3 separate regions of the Sus scrofa genome follow, and regions 2 and 3 are each linked to region 1. Evidence: chromatin contacts called from public HiChIP or PLAC-seq data. All regions are on one chromosome and are shown on one strand. Each heading gives the region's core, a stretch centred on a gene start, on an enhancer-like site or on the middle of the called end of the contact. The rest is flanking DNA. Distances are from core to core; before and after follow the strand shown. Region 1 holds the start of ZDHHC4 (a long non-coding RNA gene). Region 2 holds the start of DAGLB (sn1-specific diacylglycerol lipase beta). Region 3 holds the start of ZNF316 (zinc finger protein 316).

What was found. HiChIP or PLAC-seq counts read pairs in DNA pulled down with a chosen protein or histone mark.
Region 2: an H3K27ac HiChIP or PLAC-seq map of alveolar macrophages shows a contact between it and region 1. The contact joins the promoter of DAGLB here to the promoter of ZDHHC4 in region 1. A contact is called at or near these places in 1 of 5 promoter capture datasets (liver), 2 of 47 Hi-C or Micro-C datasets (both in skeletal muscle) and 2 of 2 datasets of contacts at active chromatin or transcription factors (alveolar macrophages and skeletal muscle).
Region 3: an H3K27ac HiChIP or PLAC-seq map of alveolar macrophages shows a contact between it and region 1. The contact joins the promoter of ZNF316 here to the promoter of ZDHHC4 in region 1. A contact is called at or near these places in 2 of 47 Hi-C or Micro-C datasets (embryonic fibroblasts and liver) and 1 of 2 datasets of contacts at active chromatin or transcription factors (alveolar macrophages).

What each region holds. Positions count from the first base shown.
Region 1 is chr3:4,641,125-4,645,496 of Sscrofa11.1, forward strand. It overlaps ZDHHC4 (a long non-coding RNA gene), which reads right to left and starts at 2,618. Exons shown (of 8, transcript XR_002342216.1): 1 at 2,517-2,618; 2 at 1,856-2,049; 3 at 845-967; 4 at 1-49. LOC110259843 (a long non-coding RNA gene) reads left to right here and starts at 2,713. Exons shown (of 4, transcript XR_002342218.1): 1 at 2,713-3,577.
Region 2 is chr3:4,739,700-4,744,071 of Sscrofa11.1, forward strand. DAGLB (sn1-specific diacylglycerol lipase beta) reads left to right here and starts at 2,183. Exons shown (of 16, transcript XM_021086077.1): 1 at 2,183-2,386. The coding sequence starts at 2,292.
Region 3 is chr3:4,567,115-4,571,486 of Sscrofa11.1, forward strand. It overlaps ZNF316 (zinc finger protein 316), which reads right to left and starts at 2,479. Exons shown (of 8, transcript XM_021086071.1): 1 at 2,441-2,479; 2 at 1,547-1,677.

The sequences.
Region 1 (4,372 bases), core at 1,368-3,867:
ATCGCAGCAAGGCTCTCTGAACGCATTCTGGAATTAGATAGGAGAATATCTGGAAAAGAAAAAATGAAAGAGTCAGTTTCATTTCTCATTCCCCCCACTCCTCAACAAATTAGATGCTTCCCTTTCAGCGGCAATACTGGAGATATTAAGGTGCATTTCTGCACAGGAGTAGAGAAGAGATTTAAGGGAGAAGAAAGAGAAGGGCTTCCCTCAGCTGGCCTTCCTGTGATGCCAACTCCTTCATTTCCATCCTGACCCCAAACAAGGCACCAAGTTGGGATCTTTAAGCAAAGGGAGGTGAGCAGAAGGGATGGATAAGGTGATGCTAATGCGAACCGTTCATGTAAACTTCCCTGCCTTGGGTTCAATCCTAGGTTCCGGAGTCCACCTCCACACCACTGGGCATTAGCCCAGACGCCTCCCAAGCCAATCCCGTCCCAAGGCTGCTCACCCCAATTCTGCTCACTTTGATCCCTGGAGGAGTGTGGGCAGCCCTGTGTTTCCTGCTCATACTACCCCCAGTTTTACCCATTGGGCCCCTCCAGGCAGACACCGCCCACAACCATGCCCAATTACAGGCATCAAAGCCACAGAAAAGCAGCCAATCGTGAGAATGCTATCTTCTCTCAAGGCATCATCAAAACATTACTTTCAACAGTAACAAAACAAAAACAGAAAGACTTTCAAATATACCACAATTCTCATAAGTGAAAGAACAAGCGAACAAATAAATAAAAATGAAAAAAATGTTTAAATCTTTTGTTGTTGTTGTTCTGACAGAAAACTGGTGAGCCTTGGAAACTGGTGGTGTTCTAGTCCCGTGGTCTCTAAGCATCACTGTTACCTGTGCTCCTCCTCTGACCAGGCCTTTCAAGCAATGGATTTTCGAGCAGATGCAAATTGTAATAACACCAATTACCAACAAAGCCAGGTAGAACAAGAAGAGAAACAAAAAGTCCATCCTGGGCTACAAAGGAATAGAGAGAGTGTGACTACTACTGAGGGCTATATTCCAACACATATTCTCAGATATCAATTTCCTAAATGGCTCCCCAAACAATTCACAAGCCTTCAAGCACACACTGTCGGGAGTTCCCGTCGTGGCTCAGTGGTTAACCAATCTAAGAACCATGAGGTCGCGGGTTCCATCCCTGGCCTTGCTCAGTGGGTTAAGGATCCGGCGTTGCCGTGAGCTGTGGTGTAGGTTGCAGACATGGCTTGGATCCTGCGTTGCTGTGGCTCTGGCATAGGCCGGTGGCTGCGGCTGCGGCTCCGATTGGACCCATAGCCTGGGGACCTCCATATGCTGCGGGAGCAGCCCCAGAAAAGGCAAAAAAAAAAAAAAAAAAACCACACACTGTCAATGGGGCTTCCCAGCTGGTCCTCCTTCAAAAGTTTCCTAATCAAACCACTGCGGTCTGCTCTGCAGCATCTCCTGCCTGAAAATACCAACATTTGAGGGGAATAATATGCAAAATGCACTTGCCTCCCCTGCTCCAGCAATAAATCATTCTTTTACTTTCCCAAATATAAATATTCTCAAGGACCTTGATACAAAATGTACCCCTAAAGAATTTGCTGACGATACTATTGGAAGAAGCATCCACTAGGGGCAGTCAGGGGCCCACAGCCAGAATAAGGCATGGCGTCCCAAAAAACATCCTTCCAGGACGGTGACCACAACAACCCGGCATCACCCACAGGGACCAAGGCCAAGACACAGACCTGTGTTAATAAACTGGAAACAGTTACTTTTGGCCTTAGCAAATATTCTGGGAGGGACTTCCAACTGAGATAGCTAAACGTAAAAACTCTTCATGAGATAAGATAGGAAACAAAGAGCAGCAATTCTCACGAGGTGATTCAGGATCCCCAGCCTATATATTTATTTTGTTTGCATAGCTTTCAGCCGGCAGTTCGGACATTCCTCCTTCGAACATTCACTGAGAATTCAAATGGCATCTCCTCTTGTGCAGCGGCGTACGCCTGGCACAACAGGTGGCACCCAAAACTTCAGGAGACATGATTCCTCTAGGAGACTGGATCGGGCTGCAGAGACATCAATTCGACATTCACATAACGTGACAGGCTAGGAGTCAGGGGCTGAATACAGTGTGGAAAAGAATCTGAAAGTTGGGGGGGGGGGCGCTGTTGAGACCCCGCAAGGTGAACAGAGTTATGAGATTTCGAGTGGAAAAGCTAATTGGGAGCTTCTGGATCTCTGGTGTTTATTCCTATGCCTGAGGAGTTCCCGCTGGGGACCCAACAGAAAGGCATTTCCAAGGATACTCTTGGTCCGAAGATTCCAGCAGGTGGGCCTGGCCCGTGCTTCCCCGGGGAGCTGGAACCCGGGACGGGTGAGACAAGATTACAGGGAACACTGGAGGTGTCCGGGCGCCGGGCGGGGCGAAGGCGGAGCTGCAGCCCCACACAAAAGGGGGAAGGGCGGGTCAGACAGGGAGACCAACCCCCCTGAGCCAGCAGGGGTACCTAAAAGCTAGCAGAGGCGGACTTACCGCCGGGATCCGCCAACCGCCAACTGCACCCCGCCAGCGCCTCTAGGGCGCGTCCCCAGACTTCCGGCGGAATCGTGACGTCACACGCGACGCTGGAAGGGGGGATCTAGCCCGACTTCCGGTGGAACGCCGCGGAGGGCTGTGGGGCGGGGCCTGTCGCGTTCGTCCCGCCCCTTCGACGGTGACTGTCGCTTCCCGCTGGGGCTCCTCCAGACCGCGGTCAGGTGTGACCGCTGGGAGGTCCAGTTTTACAGAACTGTTGCTGGGAATCTTCTAGGCCTGTGTGGCCAGAACGCCGAGGTTGTGGAGCGGAAGGTGCCGCCCAGCGGCCTGGGTAGAGCCCAGTCAGAGCCCGGCTCCTAGCCGAGCAGGGGCCCCGGCGGCCCAGAGCGGGCACACTTGCGGGGCTCGGACACTGTCTTCGTGGTGAACAGCTTGCTTTGCGTTCTGCCAGTCACACCGCTGGGATCTGTCCGAACCGTCCCAGTGTCTTCACTCCTGCTGTCTCGGCACAGCTGTGAACATACTGCTCCTGGGAGCATGACAATCGCTTGACTCCAAACCTGGGGAATAAGAGAGAGGGCTGTTGAGTGATAGTTGAACCTAGAGAAGAGCTGCTTCCAAACACAGCATTGAGAAGTCCCCTGTGGGGTGTTCATTTGCCCCGAACGCCTCCGAATCTGCTGAGACCACCTATTCTCAAAGGCCTCTGAACAGCTGCTTGTCACTGAGCCAGGCCAGTCCTCCCTTTGAGAAGTAATGTCTGATCTCCAAACACGAGCATTAAAGCGCCCCGCTCTTCCTGTTTTTTTGCTGCCTACCCCAGCTTCTTAAGTCCTTTTTTAAAAACATACCAACCCGGGCACCTTCTGATACATTAGGTAAAAGGCCTGCATGAACTTGTGGACACAGAACTGAAAAACAAAAAGCAAAAACCAGAAAATGTGATACCACCAGGGAACCCTGTGGTTATGGATGGAACCTCATCACCTATTCAGAGGGGCTGGATTTCGTCGTGTCTCAGCTGACTCATCACCCTGCTGGTTAATTCTGAGCTGGTGGTTAAGTATTTTGATTAACTTTCTTCCCTCATAAATGCAGAACTTTATTTTTATCCCCATTTGTTTTTCTCTGGATGGTTTCAGTTGAGCCTAACTTTAAATCTTGGTTGGTCCCCTAGGGTATTTTGTGCTGGGCCACTTTTCTTTCATTTTTAAAAACGTATGCAACCAATACGATATTATGTTATCCTGGTAAGAGTCAAACTATATGAAACAAAACCAGAAATCTCCCTTGATCATCACCCCTCCCGAATCTCAGCCCCTTGACAGAATTAATCATTTAGTGTGTATCTCCCAACACTTTTACACATTTCTATATATGTACTTATTCAAGACATGTATTTAGTACCGGTATATGCCAGGCACTCTTTTAGGCACTGGAACATAGCAATAAAACAGATAAAAATCTCTGAGCTTCAGAGCTTACATTCTTGTGTAAATATACGAATATATAATTTATTGGTTACCAAAACAGGATTATTTTATACATAGTGGTTCTACGTCTTTATTTTTTGCACCCAACAATATATCTTGGTGATCTTTCCACACCACTACATATAGATGTATGATATTGTGTTTATCTCATTATATGCATTTCAGTATTTAACTGAGCCATAACTCAGCTGTCAGGGTCCAAACTCAAGGGCCTACAGGGGATTTGCAGATAACAAACCAGCAAAGTGACAATGTGGAACAGGTGTGTTTTGTCCTAAGCGGAAGTAGATATTTATACAGACCAAAGGACTGTCCACTTGAATTCCAGTGTTTTAGGAGTATTTGAAAAATCTAGATTTT
Region 2 (4,372 bases), core at 933-3,432, 98 kb after region 1:
AAGATTTGGCGTTGCCGTGAGCTGTGGTGTAGGTCGCAGATGCGGCTCAGGTCCCACGTGGCTGTGGCTGTGGTGTAGGCCAGCAGCTACAGCTCCAATTGGACTCCTAGCCTGTGAACCTCCATGTACCACGGGTGCAGCCCCTAAAGAGACCAAACAAACAAACAAACAAACAAAAAACCCAGGATATATGTGATCACAATCTTTTCTTTTCATTTTATGGCTTCACCTGCAGTATATGGACCCCTGGGCCAGGGGTCACATTGGAGCTGCAGCTGCAGGCTGTGCCATAGCCACAGCAATACCAGGTCCTCAACTGAGGGAGGCCAGGGATCTCAGCAACATCCTCACAGAGGCCTCTGCAAAGAGCTGGAGACTATGCACAAAGTGCAGCCCTGCAAGACCCTAAGCTGATGGGCCTGGGCTGATGGTTCAACAAGGTCACTCTAGCTGTTGCAGGGACAATGCACCATAGTGGGTAGTGGGAGGCAGAGCAGTGGGGAGGCCGGGCCAGGCACATCATGGAAGGGGGCTCGGACAAGGGTGGAGGGAAGTGAAGAGGCTGAGCAGTGGTCAGAACCTCTGCACTGTGGAAACGCCTGCCTGGGAGGAAGGGGTGGGCAGATCGGGCTACTCTCCACTCCTCAGCCCTGAGCTGCATGTGGCTCTGTAGCCAAAATGCAGCCTCTGTACACCGACACCAGTGAAATCTCAGAGACAAGGGTTTTGGGTGAAGCAGAAAGAACAGCATTATTGCTTTGCCAGGTAAAGGAGGATACAGCAGGCTAATGCCTCAAAACTGTGCCCTGCCTTGGGAGGGGATAGCAGGAGATTTTATAGGTTTATCTCAGAAGATAGGGTTATTGATTAAGGTGACTGTATTATTCTCCCTCCACAAATCATTTCAGAGTCGTGAAGTCCAGCGTCAGCCAGTCCCGTGATGCTTTCTGGTTGTCTTCGGAGTTATCGTTCCTTGACCTTTTCTCTGGAAAGAAAATTGCCTACAGGAAGGGATGTTAGGGCGTGTTTCAATTACAAAATAAATTGCTGGGGCGGAGGGGCGGAGTTCCTGTTGTGGCACAGCAGAAACTAATCCGACTAGGAACCATGAGGTTTCGGGTTCAATCCCTGGCCTCGCTCAGTGGGTTAAGGATCCTGCGTTGCGGTGAGCTGTGGTGTAGTTCGAAGATCTGGTGTTGCTGTGGCTTAAGCCACAAGCCGGCAGCTGTAGCTCTGATTAGACCCCTAGCCTGGGAACCTCCATATGCTGCGGATGCGGCCCTCAAAAGCAAAAATAAAACACTAGGGGCAATATAATTGAAGCAGAAATTAACCTATAGTAAAAGAAAGCAATTAAGCAAGGAAGAGATCATTTGTGAAAAGCTGGAGTCTAGGTACAATATAAAGTTAGTGAGCCAAGGCAGAGCGTGTAACATCGTGTCTCCATGTTGCTACAACGCTCATGTTTTTACTAATCATTAACTTTTTTTTTTTTACATAGAGTGTGGTTTTATTTTTTTATTTGCTTTTTAGGGCAGCACCTGCAGTATGTGGAAGTTCCCAGGCTTGGGGTCGAACTGGAGCTGCAACTGCCCGCCTCTGCCATAGCCACAGCAACGAGGCTCTGACCGGGTCCGCGACCCATATAGCACAGCTCACTTGCGACACCTGATCCTTAACCCACTGAGCGAGGCCAGGGATGCAGCCGGCATCCTCAAGGATGCTAATCAGGTTAGTTACCTCGGAGCCACAACAGGAACTCCCTAATCATTAACTCTTGAGTGTTCGAGACTGAGGGGAGGCCTGGGAGGCTAAAGGAAAAGACTTTTACTGCAAAACACAAGGACTTAGGGTCTGGTACACGGTTTCAGCTTCAGGCCCAGAACCAGGGAAGGGTCCCAAGTCCGCACTCCAGACGGTGGAAGGCAGACGGAGCAAGTGCATCACAGACATGCAGCCCCACAGACCTGGGTGTGAGCTGCAAATCTGCCACTAACTGCCTCTGGGCTGGCGACGCCCTCGGGCCAGGAAGAGTCCTTCTCTCCAAATGAAAACAGCTGAACCGATTTCACAGGTGAGAAGACGAAGGTCTCCAGCATTTTCCGGCCCAGCGTCTTCTGCGCAGGCGCAGAGTCCCTGCGGCGGCCCCGTGGGGCTCAGTGCGCGTGCGCTGAGTCGGGCGCCTGCGCGGAGTCCCGGTCCGGCGCCGGCGGAGACGCGAGGTCCCGGGGCTCTCGGTGGCTGCAGGCGCGCGGCGGGCTGGCGCGGGGCCGGGCGGCGGGACCCTCGCCATGCCGGGAATGGTGCTGTTCGGCCGGCGCTGGGCCATCGCCAGCGACGACTTGGTCTTCCCGGGGGTCTTCGAGCTGTTCCTGCGAGTGCTGTGGTGAGGACGGGGTGCGGTGCGCGGCCGGGGCGCCGGAGGGAGGGGGCCGAGCAGCCGAGGGCAGTGTCAGTGTCCCCGGACTGCGGGCCGGAGCCGGCCCTGCTGTCTCGCAGGTGGTCGTCTCCACTGTCCGAGGAGCGGGGTGCCATTCCTCTGCCCATTCATAGATGGCACCCTGAGGCCCAGAGCGGGTGGGCCGTGCGCGGGGTCACCAGGGTGGACCCGCCACCGGTTTGTCCGCGCTGCAGGGCCCCGCACGCCCACCCCCCAGCCCCTGCGTGCGGACCTGGGATCGCCCTCGAGCTGGGAGCAGCCGCCTGCTTCACTCCCGCGTGGTGCGTGGACCCGCACAGCCTCTTGTATCTGCCAAATGCAAGATTGGCAGTAACACCCTTCGTGCGGTTCTTAAGCCAGTTGCAGCTGATTGTGGCTGAATTCCATGATGGGCATACAGACCTAGCATTTTACATTGTAGTCTTTCAAAGTGTGGAATCCGTGAGAAGTAGAATCAGGTGCCCGAAGTCTGTCCCCAGAAGGTCTGAGCAAAGAGTAATAATGTTTAACTATTAATATTAAAAAAAAAGTAGATTTTGGAGGGGAAAAGAATATATAAAAACATGAAATGTTATGAGCTGCTTCTCAGTTGTTTCATGGCTTTCAGAGCCAAGTCTTTCCAGATCATTTCCTGTTATTATTTCTAGACGCAGTCATCATCCCCCCCAAATGACAAAAGCATAGGAAGTTACCCCATGAGTTCCTGCTGTGGCTCAGTGGGTTAAGAACCCAACTAGTATCCCTGAGGATTCGGGTTCGATCCCTGGCCTCAGTCAGTGGGTTAAGGATCTGATCTTGGGCAAGCTGTGGTGTAGGCCAGCGGCTGTAGCTGATTCAGCCCCTAGCCTGGTAACTTCCATATGCTGCAGGTATGGCCCCCTCCCCCCCAAAAGTTACCCTAATCCACTTCCCCTTCTGGCCAGTTTCTTAATATGGTGACCTTGCCCAATGGTGCTGTGCCTGCTGCTGAAATTATTCTTGTGAAAAGTCACTGTTGCATTGCTGGTGCTGTGTTTCATCGTTCGCACTGAGTTACAAAATATACTTAAATGGGTCCACAGTCCTTGTCCTTTCAAGTTTATCAGTATTCACCGCAGAACTTCTTTCCATAGCTGGGTTCCCATCCTCTTGTTTTGCACCACACACCACAGATTGCCATGTGTTTGTCAGTGTCTTATTAATTCACGGAGGTATGAATTCTCTTGTTGATAATTGAACAAGCATATACTTTGTTGGTTTACCAGGTGCCTCTCTTGGGGTTATGATGGGTCTGTGTTCCAGCAGTTCATGTTGTGCCGAGACCAGCTGAGCAGGATGGGGCTGAAGAACGGGTGCTGTGAAACTTAAGGAAAAAGTTAACATAAAACAAGACACAGAGACATTTATCTTAAGTAAAAGTGGGAACCAGGGGAACTCAAGGTCTCAGGGACCAAGAGCACAGCCTCAAGAAACCACACTGCTTTGATTGTGCTCTTTAGGGTGACGTCAAGTGAGAAGGGGGTTGTAGGTGCAGGATATAGGTTTTTTAAGTTATTTTAAAAGTCACATAGCCGGTTGCTGATTAAGCTTTTATTCTGACATTTAGGCATTTAACAATCGTTAGCATTTGAGGAAGCTTGTCATCAGCTATCTATGCATAGCATCTAGAGAATCGCCACTGTGCTTCTGTAGACGTGTGCCTAGGTTTGCACCTTGGTTCTCCTTGCTAATGCATATCCTGCTAAGGACCCCTTACAAACCGCTTGAGGCCATGAGACTCCTCTTTTATTCTTAAGAGGACGTATCATACTGTGCAAACCAGTCTGCACAGGTCCAGCGAGCCTAGACCAACGCATTAAGTCCTCATTCCGCTGACCCTATGAATAACTTATGCCTTTAGATCTTTGTTCTTCAGCTTAAGTCATTTACCAGCACTGCGACTGTTTTTCAAGC
Region 3 (4,372 bases), core at 1,229-3,728, 74 kb before region 1:
AGATTCAAGTTCACTGAACCAAAGACACAGGTCACAGAACGACATCTAGCAGGGCCACCCAGTGTCCGGCCTCCCCCGGAGCCTACTTCCCTGGTCTCCAGAGCCATTTGGGCATGCGAACGTGCCTGAGCTGTATAAACATGCGTGCCATGTGTCACCTTAGTCACCTGCAGGAGGACGTAACCCTGCCCAGCAGTCGGGGCATCGAAAGTGCTCAGCAGAGGTGTCCCAATTGCCGCCCACCTCAGGCCCAGAGGGAGGCTTTTCTCACTCAGGCCTCGGGCTGCCAATTCAGGCTGAGCCCAGATGCCAGGCAAAGCCCAGATGCCAGGTCAAGCCCAGCAGAGCCGCCTCCTGCCTGCCTCCTCCCAGAGCAGGCTCCACAGGCCAGGCCACCGCACCCGAGGACCCACGGCTTTGCCGCTCTGTGCTCTTTCTGCCTCAGAACCTTTGCACACGCCATTCCCGCCCCCCAGCACCCTTCCCTGCTTCTTCACTGACCCTTTGTGGGCAGCCCCCGGCTCCTATGACACACACAGTTCCCTGGACTCTGCCCTCTCAGCGCCCACATTTTAACATACTAAGGCTTGTTGTGTGTCTCCCCAAGTACACAGGCAACTCCAGGAAGTCACAGGTTCCCTTTGCTCATCTTTGAATCCCCCTGTGCCCGACACAGAGCGAGCACTCAAATATTTATTGAAGAAATTAACCTATAGTCTGTGGTCAATGTGATAAACATGAGATTTTCAAAACTCAGTATTTTGGCCCCACTGTCATGTCCCGGAAGAAACTTACTGCTGCTGAGAAGCCTTCAGACTGAAACTCACTGGACAGTCTCTGCCTCTAAAAAGGCTGCAACCTGAGGTCCCTTCTCCCAAGAGGTGCACCTGCTGGTGACTGGCGGAGGGAAAGACCCAGCAGCCATGGAGGTGGCCGTCATTCCGCAGATGGGACGGAGGCTGGCACAGCCAGACACCCTGACCCGGCATCCAGAACAGAATGGTTCTGAAGAAAAGGCTTCGGTAACATGGGTGCTGGGTTCCTTCTGCCTCCCCAGGCCAGGTGTGAGGTGGGCAGGCCCCCCAAACCCGCACACTCTCTTTTCGTCTCTTTCTAGCCTGCCAGCCCACCAGCAACGCGCTTGCTGGCATCGGCTCAGGAGGCCACAGAGTCAGGTAAGCAACCCCCAGCAACATAACTCTGCAGAACAACTCAGATCCCAAAGGGGTGGGGCTGCACCCTAAGATATGGTGCTGCAGACACTTAGAACAGGGTGTGTGGGGGGGGGGGGGACAAGACATGCCTTCCCTGGGGAGAAGGAAGGACCACAGGGGCAGAATGGCACACTGAATACTTTCAGAAACTCTTCGCTAAAGTCTGGTATCCAGGTAACCTTCACAGAGACGTAGGAAAAACGTGTGGGTGGCACAGGTATCTAGGCCCCTTCCTCCCCTCTGGGGCCTCGCTGACCACACCCAGTGCCCAAGGCCTTCCACAGTTTCATCTCCTCCAAGGAACCCTCCTTCCCTGACTACCCGGATCTCACCGTTTGCCCACGGATCGGGGCTCCCCTACTTTCATGGGTTTGCTACCCCTGCAGGTGTATCCACAGGGCGATCCTGGCTGCTCCAGGGCAGCCCCTCACCATGCTGGCCAGCTCCCCAGACCTGCCAACACCTGTTGAATCAAACCAAGTTCCAAGGTCTCCCCACACAGCACAGCTAAGAGGCCTGATCCGGCACACCTCCGCTTCCCCGTGCCCACTGGGGCCTCCCCCAAAGGCCAGCCCCTCTCCCACCTCTGCAACCACATGGGGCAGCCCGGACCCCATCCAACCAGAGGAATAAGTTCCTCAACCCGCCTACCGGCGGCAGGAGACTCCACGGAGCAGCCCACCGGGACCTCCATTTGCAGAGGGAGGACCCAGACAAGGCCCCCAAGGTCACTAAGCAAGCTCGTGAGGGTGCCAAGCCAAGCCACCTCCATCCCTCCAGCGGCATCGGCCTCCCTCAGAGGCCAGGGCCTTGACAGCCCCTCCTGGATGGGTGTGTCCACGGGGGCGGCCGCCAGCCCAACCCCCGCCCCTCCGGCCTAAACGGAGGCGCGGGCACCTCCCCAGAGTCGCGGGTGTGTGTCCTCCCCCGCCCGCCTCCTCCGTGCTGCCCGCCTAGCCCGGCCCTCGGGGTGGGAGCCCGCCCCCATCACGCAGGCAGGGGAGGGGGTGCAGGGGCCGCGCCGGGCGTGGGCGCGGCCGCCTAAGGCCCGGCCAGCCCGCCGCTCCGGCCCCGCCGGCCCCGGCCCCGGCCCCGCCCGCCCCGCGGCTCGCCGCGGCCTCCCGCGCCGGCGTCGAGGGGCGGCGCGCCCCCGGCCCCACGCCCGCGCCGGGCCCGCCCGCACCTGCCGCCCGCGCCGCCGCCCGCCGGCCCCGCCGCTCACTCACCGCGCCACCCCCTCGCCGCGCGCGCCGGCCGCCGAGCCGCCGCCGGACACCCGGGCCCGGCCGGGGCCTGCGCACCCCGCGCTACACAAAGTGACGGCCCCGAAGCTGCGCGGCGGCGGCGCGTGGGCACCGGAAGTGCCGCCGCTGGGCTCCGCCCCGCCAGTGCCCACGGGGGGGCACTTCCGGTCACGCGGGGTCCAGCGCGGTCCCCGAGGGGGTGTGCGTGCGGGGAATGGCCGCGTTTGATGTGCGACCGCGCCCCCGGCCCTGAGTTCCTGCGTTTGTGCGCACTTCTTCCCCAGCCCTGGGGGCCCTGGCGCCGCCCCAAGACCCGAACCCACCTCTGGGGACCCCGGCCCCGCCCAGCCCCGCGAGGTCCCGAGGCTGGAGCGCGCTGGCCCCCCCAAACCCGGCCGGCTTCTTCATTCACCCATGATTGAGGGAGCACTAGTAGGTTTCAGACCCGCTGGGCCCGCCCAGGCCTCAGAACCCTCCCCAGGTCCCACGATGGTGGAGGGAGGCCGTGACCCCCATGCAGGGCCTCGTGGAAGTGTCCCGCTGGCTCACATGGCCTAGAGCTGGACAGGGGCTCACCCTGCAGATGAAGGGCCAGTGAGGCTGGAGCAGGTGGGCCGGACGCCCACAGCTCCCGCAGGGCCAACCCTGGGTGAACGTGGAGGGGGCATTCCCGGAACGGATGAGGACTGAGGAGGCGGTGGGCCGGGGTAGCTGGATGAATGCCATAGAGCCTCGGATCTGGAGGCTTTTCTTGGAGGGACAAGTGATCCATGGGGAAGGCCAGCCTCTGGGAAGGGGAGGGTTGTCCCCGCAGAGGGAGGCAGAAGGGATGGAGGCCACCTGAGGAGCTGTGAGGTGAGGTCAGTGGACTTGGTGGATACTCTCCCCAAAGCCTGTCTGCATCCACAGCTGGGGTCTGATGGTGAGCTACTATCCCGTAGGCACCATTATTTTATATTTTCGCTAGTGTCCCCCAGCCTCAAGACAGGGCAGCAACCTCAGTCGGCTCAGGGAGGGTTCTCACCTGTCTGAAATAACAGTGTCTCTCATTCAGAACCTCAGCCCCTGGCTGGTGAGCTTCCAGGCCCACTGAGAACTCAAACCTGCCCAGAGAGGGGTACAGCCCTGGCCCCAAGCCTTGCCTTCCCCAACTCAAAACACCTGCCGCATGCCCTCCAGCTCAATCTAACCCCTCACAATGGCCCCTGATGTTTTTTAATGTTTTAAAATTAATAATTAACACTACAAAATGAAGGGTTTCTTGGAGTTCCTGTTGTGGCTCAGAGGAAATGAACATGACTGGTGTCCATGAAGATGCAGGTTTGATCCTTCGCCTCCCTCAGTGCATTAAGGATCTGGCACTGCCCTGAGCTGCTGTGTAGGTCACAGACGTGGCTCAGATCTCATGTGGCTGTGGCTGTGGCTGTGGTGTGGGCCCACAACTGTACTCCAATTCCACCCCTAGCCTGGGGTCTTCCATATGCCACGAATACAGCTCTAAAAAAAAAAAAAATTACAATCCCACCTGGCACCAACGGGGACCCTTTGATAACAACTGTAAATGAAAACAAGATATCATGCTTCAGTGTCGTGGATGATTGGAAATGGAGAAGGGACTTGCCAACTTGCCACCACTTTTGACATGATGGGCTGGGATCTGCCTGAGACGCAGTCCTGCCAATTGCCTGCCTCTGCAAGGGGCTGCTGATGGGCCAGAAGAAACACAAGGACCGTCAGAGGAAGGCACCCAGTCCCTCTCAAGACCTCTGCGAATACAAGGCCACCTGGAGAAAAAGGGAAGGTGAGTGGGTCTGTACCAGGGCTGGTCCACCCTCCATCCAGCTGCTTCTGAGACAGAAGGAGAGAGGTGGTGGTGGGTGGTGGGTCCCAGGGACAGGACCTGCCCCAGCCTGT